2 separate regions of the Sus scrofa genome follow, and region 1 is linked to region 2. The links are chromatin contacts, called in public HiChIP or PLAC-seq maps. All regions are on one chromosome and are shown on one strand. Each heading gives the region's core, a stretch centred on a gene start, on an enhancer-like site or on the middle of the called end of the contact. The rest is flanking DNA. Distances are from core to core; before and after follow the strand shown.

Region 1 (3,769 bases), core at 1,109-3,608, 590 kb before region 2:
AGTGGATCCGAAAAGGTCAGAGGTCATGGTCACTGGGGTCATTCCTGGGGGCCACTAACTGGGTGTCTGACATGCGTAGCTCGGTCATGTTTTTCCTGCCGTTGGACATATATGCACCTTCAACACTCTTACACAGAGGAAGCCCAGTTCGGGGGAAGTTGTGTGTGGGCGCAGGGAAACTTCCAGAACCCAAGTGGACATGGTCATGAAGGCACCCCTGATAAGGGTGAATGGCACACGGGGGCCAGGATTAGGGTGAGCGTGGGGTGTTCAACTGGAGTACAAAAATTTAAGGCAATGTCCCAAACATGGAAATCATGGCAAATATTATTTTACTGCAATGTTTTTTTTTTTTTTTTCTTCTTTGGCTACCCTGTGGCATACAGAGTTCCCAAGCCAGGGATTAAATCCCAGCAGCAGCTGCAACCTACCCTGCAGCTGGGGCAATGCCGGATCCTTTAACCTAACCCACCATACCAGGTCGACAGGGATTGAACTTGCTTCCTGGGGCTACAGAGACACCTCCGATCACATTGTGCCAGAGAGGGAACTCCTACTGCAGTGTTTTAAAGATCAAAATTAATGCAAAAAATTCCATGTGATAAAAGTGTCAACATTTTAAATCAAGTCAAGATAACCCTTCAATGAGGCAGCCCTGTGGCCCATGCCTCCCCCAGCACCCCACCAGCCCTTGCTTGATGGTGCTGCCTGCTTCACTTTAATCAGTTCTCATCCAAGGCATTTCTCCAGGGCTGCCCAGCAGTGCAGGCTGTTGAAGCAAGCTCTCTTCTGTGGGTTTGAGTGGGTGAGCATTTGGGGAAAGTGAATCTTACTGTGTTCCTGTTCTGAAAAGCACAGCCCCCCACTTTTGTCCCATGAGATGATCACGAGTTGCCCTGTATTTCTGGTCAAGTAGCTCAACAGCTGAGGAAGCCCTGTCTTGCCTAAGAATTGAAGCAAACGGAGTCCGTTGTTCTGGGGTTTTTTTTTTTTTTTTTTTTTCTTCCCCCAGAATGCTCCAGATATTCAAACTTGTGGTTAATTCTGTTTGGACAGCAGACTTCCATCTTCCTGGTTGATATGGAAATGGGCTGTAAATTCTCCTGATAACACGCCCCTCTCTGGCTCCCCTGAACTCTTAGGAAGCTGGCCCTCCCTTCTGTCCCTTCCTGGAATGTACCTCACTCTCGCTACTGAAAGCACCTTTGTCCTTGCTGTTCCCCCCACCTGGAAGGCTAACTCTCTTTCTTCAGGTCACAGTGTGGCTGCTAAAGATTCATCTTAAAATGTCACCTCCTCAGGAGTTCCCTGGTAGCTCAGCAGGTTAAGGATCCATCATTGTCACTGCTGTGGCTCAGGTCGCTGAAGTGGTTCCGGTTCAATCCCTGGCCTGGGAATGTCTGTATGCCATGGGCACCCCCCCTCCAAAAAAGTCACCTTCTCAGAGCTGGCTTCCATGAAAATCCCATCAATAAATTGTCCCTCGGACCACTGTGGCTTGCAGTGCCTTGTTAATTTCCTCCATGACCCTCACAGCGGTGCTTACTGATGAGTTTACACCCCTCATCAGACTGGGCACCCCAGAGCCAGGCTATCTTATTCCTGGGTGGTTCTGAGGTTGACCCAGGGCTGGGGACACAGTTGGGGCTTCATCAATCCTGACAGAATGCACCTGCTTTAAGGTGGTGCCCTGAGAGCAGACACCAAAGAGAAACCAAACTAGTGTATCTGTCCACACTCTCAAGCCTTCCCCTCTCCTCTGCTCCCTTGGCTGGAATATGAACCTCTCCCACATTCTTGCTTTTTTCAAAACAATCTGCAGGTGCCCCTGGATTCCCGGCTTTCAGAGTGGAAGGGTAGGAGTTCCCCAGTGGCCTAGAGGTTAAGGATCTGGCATTGTCACTGTTGTAGCTTGGGTTTGATCTCTAGCCCAGGTACTTCCCCATGCCACCCATGCAACCAAAGAAAAAAAGAAAGGCTGGATCACCTGGGGGTCGTGGGGGCAGGTGTCTGAATGGGTGAGTGGGTGGGAGCTAGAAATGCAAGGACCTCTTTGTCAGTCTTCAAGAAGCAAATACTTCTCCCTTGGGAGGAAGGAAAGGCTGGGAAAGATGGGTGAGAACTTTGTCAATGAGCAAGAACCTGCTCTGAACAAGCTGGGGAAACAGCCAGATGCTGGAGACCTGAGGAAATGTTTCTTGTCACCTCCTGCAGCCCCATTTCCCCCCAAGGCTTTCCACCCCAAAGGCCCAGTCTGTTGGTGTTGGATAATCCATGGGGGGGGGGGGGGGAGACACAAGTACCCAGGGCCTAGGTGGGTGTCTTAGAAAATAAACCGAGGGGCCCACCGTCCAGCTGTAAAGAGAGGGACTAAGGAAGCAATCTTGAAGCCTGGCGAGCATTTAAGCATCTTGTTTCCACCCCCTCTGTTGTAAGTTACAGATCTTCTAGAGGTTTCTGAAGATTCTTTTACTCCGACTTCAGTGAGCTGGAGGAAACCTCGAATGGCCACATCGGACATTACTGTCAGTACTACTGTTACTTGGGATGACTTGGGGACCCCAAAGTCACCCCTTGGTGCCGCCACTGGGGTATTTATTTATTCCGGACGGTTGCCGGGCTGTGCAGTCCCCCGGGCGCGGGCGGGTGGAGGCGCCGGACGGGGCGGTTGCCCACCGCGCAGCCGGGGGGCGGGGTGGGCCGGGGGTGGGGGGAGGGAGGAGGAGGTGCCTAGAAAAGGAGGCGCGGCCGGGAAGGTGCTGAGAGGGCCCGGCGGCGGCGTGCGCCTCGGGCTGGGCCGGGCCGCGCCGCAGGAGCGCGAAGCGGAGGCGAGGCCGGGCCCGGCGTGGCTGGAGTGCGACCAGTGGCGGCGGGCGGGCGGCAGGCCCGGCGTGGCAGCGCGGCGCGGAGGCCGGCCGAGCGCACGGATCGGGGCGCGGGACCGCCGGCCCCTCCTGGGCGCGGCGCGCACAGCGGGGCCGGCGGAGGAGCCAGGGGTTTGGGGGGCTCCCGGCCTGACGCGCCGCCTCTCGGCTCTGCCCGCAGGTCCCGGGCCCTCAGCCCTTGCCCCGCCGCCGCCTGCCCCGGGCCCCGGAGCGCGGTGGAGGAGCCCCCCAAGGAACCGGGGGCCTGCGCCCCGCGCCCCCCAGACATGGTGGGCCACCTGCATCTGCAGGGCATGGAGGAGAGCCTCAAGGAGAAGAGCCGGGAGGGCTTGCTGGACAGCCCCGACTCCGGGCTGCCCCCCAGCCCCAGCCCCAGCCCGCCCTTCTACTCCCAGGCGCCTGGCATCCTCGACGCCCGCGCGGGGGGCGCCGGCGCCTCCTCGGAGCCCACGGGACCCGGCGAGGTCAGAGCGGTAAGCACGCGCCTTAATTCGGAAAGGCGACCAGGACTAGCCCCCCAGACGGGGTGCCCCTGGGATCCGGGATCGGTTTCCAATCCCCAATCCACCAACAAGAAGATGACCCAGGTGACAACTGCGATCCCCGATGGGGATCAGGGCACATAGGTGGCGGTGGTCCCGCCTGACCTGGGCACCTGGAGACTTGACTCCCAGCTGTGGGCCTCTAAGGAGTGGGTCTTACCGTCAGCAGGAAAAGAGGGAGGGAGCGAGGATTGCCCGAAATTCTCAGAGTTGGCTCCAGGCTAGGTGGGCTGGAACCCCAGGCGGAAACAGTGTACCCAGGTTCCCCGACTAGTCCAAACCCTATTTACTGTTCTCCGGTGCTGCCAACGTGAAAGCCTTTTTTTTTTTTTTTTTTTTTTA
Region 2 (3,697 bases), core at 844-3,343:
TTTTTAATGAAGTTTTTTATTGTAGTTGATTTATAATGTCAATTTCTGCTTTACAGCAAAATGATAGTCATGCATATATATACATTTCCTTTCTTATCGCTGAGCCTGAGATTTTTAAAAGGACACTAATTGTAAGTTCTGTATAGTCCTGGTGGAAAAAAGACCCCAAGTATGAAATTTAAATCTATAGACAAATTCCATTTGGATAAAAGAAAAAGATCACCAGTCAGATCTTTTTCATTTTGATATTTTATTTTGTGATCTCTGTGTCATTTCTCCAGCATATTTTTTCCTTTTTTCAAAAAGCATACTTAAATTTTTTTCCAAAGGCATATTTTAAAAATGTTTTAAAATATATGAACGTGATGAAAACTTAAAACAGGTTTTCTATAGTTTATAATGAAAAACCTCCCTCATGCACTCAATTCCCTAGCCACTGTTCTTTCTAGACTCTTCTAGAAATATTCTCTATTTCTATAAATGTGGGGAGGGTGTTTTTAATTTTTACCCTTGAAGCTTTCAATAAATATATAGAAAAAGAGAGAACCGACTAAAAAATACCCTGCTATTAGGAAAAGACTACATTCCTGTTGGAATTATAAACATTATGTTATTTAAATACTGTACTTAAAATGAGAATAAAAACAAAACTATGTTTTCTTTGGCAACCTGTGTCTGTAGGTATTTATGGGAAAGGTCTAAGCAGTATTCAAAACAGACTTTAACTCCTATCGTTTTAAACATTTTCAAAGAGAATGAATTCATTACCAAGAAATGTAAATGAATAATAAAAATAAAATGTCATTTTTCAGTTTAGCAGGAGACCTCAGTGACTTCCAGTAGAGATTTCTGTGAGGGATATTTCTAAATTTCTGAAAAGAGGGTTTAAAGGAACAGAACATCAAAGCTCTGTATAAGGTTTCCTTCTTGAATTCCAGAAAGAAGTTTTCAGAGGAACAAAAAGCTGAGGTTCTTTCTCAGGTGACTAGGCCTGGCTTCAAACCACACCCTGTTTTCTTTTGGCTGTTCTTTCACTGCAGGTCTTATGATTCATGTTGTTTAAAGGCTGAGTCACGAGCTTTGTGACATAGCTTTTTTTTCAAGAGTCCAAAAACTACAGAGAAAAACAGACCTGATTTCAGAGGCAAGGGAAGGTGAAAAGGAGAAAGAGGGGGAGAGGGGGAAGAAGAAAGGCTCCAAGGGTGAGGACTGGGTCCCAGGGCTATCTCCAAAGAGAAAACAATATTCTTAGGCGCTAACAACACTGATGTTGTCTCTAGCAGGAAAATTCTCTACTAGAGAATTTTGGTCTCTAAGTCCAACAGTGGGTTTTGTTGAAGCAAATAGAAATAAACATTTGTCCAAGGGCACTGAAGTGAAAGGGAGGAGGGGGAAGTAAACTCTCAGGGAGGTAGATGCTGTTTCTCTAGAGCAGTGGTTCTCAACCAGGAGCGACTTGGTCCCTTGGTGGACACTTGGCAGTATCTGGAGACATTTTTGCTTGTCACAGCTGTGGTGTTGGGGTTGAGGTGTGCCGCTAAAATCTAGTGGTAGAGGCCAGGGATGTTACTAAACATCCTGCAGTGGCCAGTCCCCCACAAAAACAGAATTACCCAGCCCCCAAAGTCAGCAATGCAATGGGTTGACAAATTCTGCTCTACGGAGGATTTTTGTTGTTTTTGTTAGAGCTGCTTTTCTGTTTGCTGAGAAGGGCTCCCAAAGTCTAAATGTCCCACTTGGATTCGGGGATCGTGTACCAAGTCACGTTCCTACAACCTAAAATCCCTTGACCTAGAATGCAATGTGCTAGAATATGCCAGAAGCAGGATGAGTCATTGGATCCATTTTCAGTTCCTTCCACCCACTGATCCATCCTTTGCAGGTGCCCCAGAAGGGATGGCTTCAGAGCTGGCACCAATGGAAGAGTGACAGAGGCCCAGCAACACGGCAGGATTGGCGGGCAGGCAAGAGCACGTGATGGGCTGAGCTCACAAAGGGCCTGGGTGTTGGGCTGTTGGGGATTGGACTGGAGCCTACCTGTCTGCCTTTCCTCCTTTCCCCAAAGGATTCAGCTCTCCTGAAGGTCACCACCTTGTATGGGACTTAACTCAGCGTCATGAGAGTGTCTACGTAGTGACCAGCAAACATTTTCTTTCCAAGAGAAAGGGTGAAATCTGAGAGCTGGACGGGAAAGGTTTGACTTGCGTCATCATCAGTTATATAACCATAAAAGGGAATCTGCAGCTTAGGAGAGAAAAAATAAAAAGAAGCCCTAGGGACTCTACTCTGTCCGTTTTCCTGCTTACATTTATGTATTTGCATTCTGTGGCAGAACACAAACTGCTCCAGCTTAAAAATAACCCATCTTATCCCCCCGCCAGTCAGGAAGTCAGATTCAGTTCCAGTACCCAAATTTGCCTAACTTAGAAACACTAAGAAATTTTTTAACTCACTGGGGTTTTGTTTTGTTTTTTAATTTGCTGTTTTTAAATTGTGGCAAAATACACATAAAAATGTATCATCTTAACTATTTTTAAGTGTACAGCTCAGTGGCATTAATTATATTGTAGGGGAGGAAAAATAATTTTCCTTTTGGGAATCCTTCTTTTAGCTGAGACCCCTGTAATGAAAGACAGATTAGCAAGAGAAACAAAACAAAAGAAAACAAAAACAATAGTTTAGTAATATGCACACCTTGTGTATATATGGGAGCTACCCTCTGGGGGAAAATGTGTCACTTAAAAAAAAGGCTTTAGAATTTAGGCTTAAATACCATCTTAATAGGAAATTCTCTTAAAGGGAGAGTAAATAATTTTTACTGAGAAAATAGAAGAATAGATGGAGACAAGATAGTTGATGACAAAGTTTGGTGTCAAAGTTTGTCTCTCCTGTTTTAAGAGCCAATCTTCCCTGGTTGGTGAAAACTCCCTTGAGTTTCTTTTGCAAAATCTGTCTGGGCAGATTAGGGGAGTTGAGTGAAAGCCTCACTCTGCATTTGCTGCTTTTCAAGTGACTACACCTCAAAACAATATCAAATTGGGGTATTTGGGTGTCCATCACTGCCATCTGTGTCCACTCTTCGGCTTGCTAGACTGAAATTTTGTACGCATTAAACACTAACTACCCCCACCCCCAGCCCTGGGCAACCACCATTCTATTTTCTGTCTCTATGAATTTGACAAGTTTTTGGTACCTCATATAATGAGTTTTGTTAGTTTGTTTTTTAACTATGAAATAAAATCTAATTATTGAAAACATGTTTTCCAAAGATTCATGACATCTTTTCTAGAAAGTTCTGTCTCCCAGGACAAGCCTTGTTATTTGTTCTGTATGGTATTTTTTTTTTTTTTTTGTCATTGTGCTATCAGAAATACTGAATTATAAGACACAAAGTAAAACAGAAGCACATGATTCATGTTAGGCCTGGTAACTTTAGAATATTTTGTTCTTTTAACACCTTGTTGACATTTAGGGAGAAATAACCTTTACAGAAGTTCCTTACAAAAAAGGAGCTGTCACCAGTGCTCTAGTACCCACTGGTGAATCGTTTCATGAATTTCAGTCCCCCCCCCAAAAAAAAAAGCTGTGTAGAGTCAGATCCCTCTGGCTCTAAGCTGAGATGGTCTTTTTTTTCTTGGCAGTGGTGTATGGAAGTTTAAAAGTACCTGCACCACACAGGATCCTTTACCTACTGGGC

What was found. HiChIP or PLAC-seq counts read pairs in DNA pulled down with a chosen protein or histone mark.
Region 1: an H3K27ac HiChIP or PLAC-seq map of alveolar macrophages shows a contact between it and region 2. The contact joins the promoter of RFLNA here to the promoter of UBC in region 2. A contact is called at or near these places in 1 of 5 promoter capture datasets (fetal skeletal muscle) and 1 of 2 datasets of contacts at active chromatin or transcription factors (alveolar macrophages).

The regions. Positions count from the first base shown.
Region 1 is chr14:28,839,870-28,843,638 of Sscrofa11.1, reverse strand. RFLNA (refilin-A) reads left to right here and starts at 2,358. Exons shown (of 4, transcript XM_021072253.1): 1 at 2,358-2,525; 2 at 3,046-3,358. The coding sequence starts at 3,152.
Region 2 is chr14:28,252,253-28,255,949 of Sscrofa11.1, reverse strand. UBC (polyubiquitin-C) reads right to left here and starts at 2,093. Exons shown (of 3, transcript XM_021074017.1): 1 at 2,038-2,093.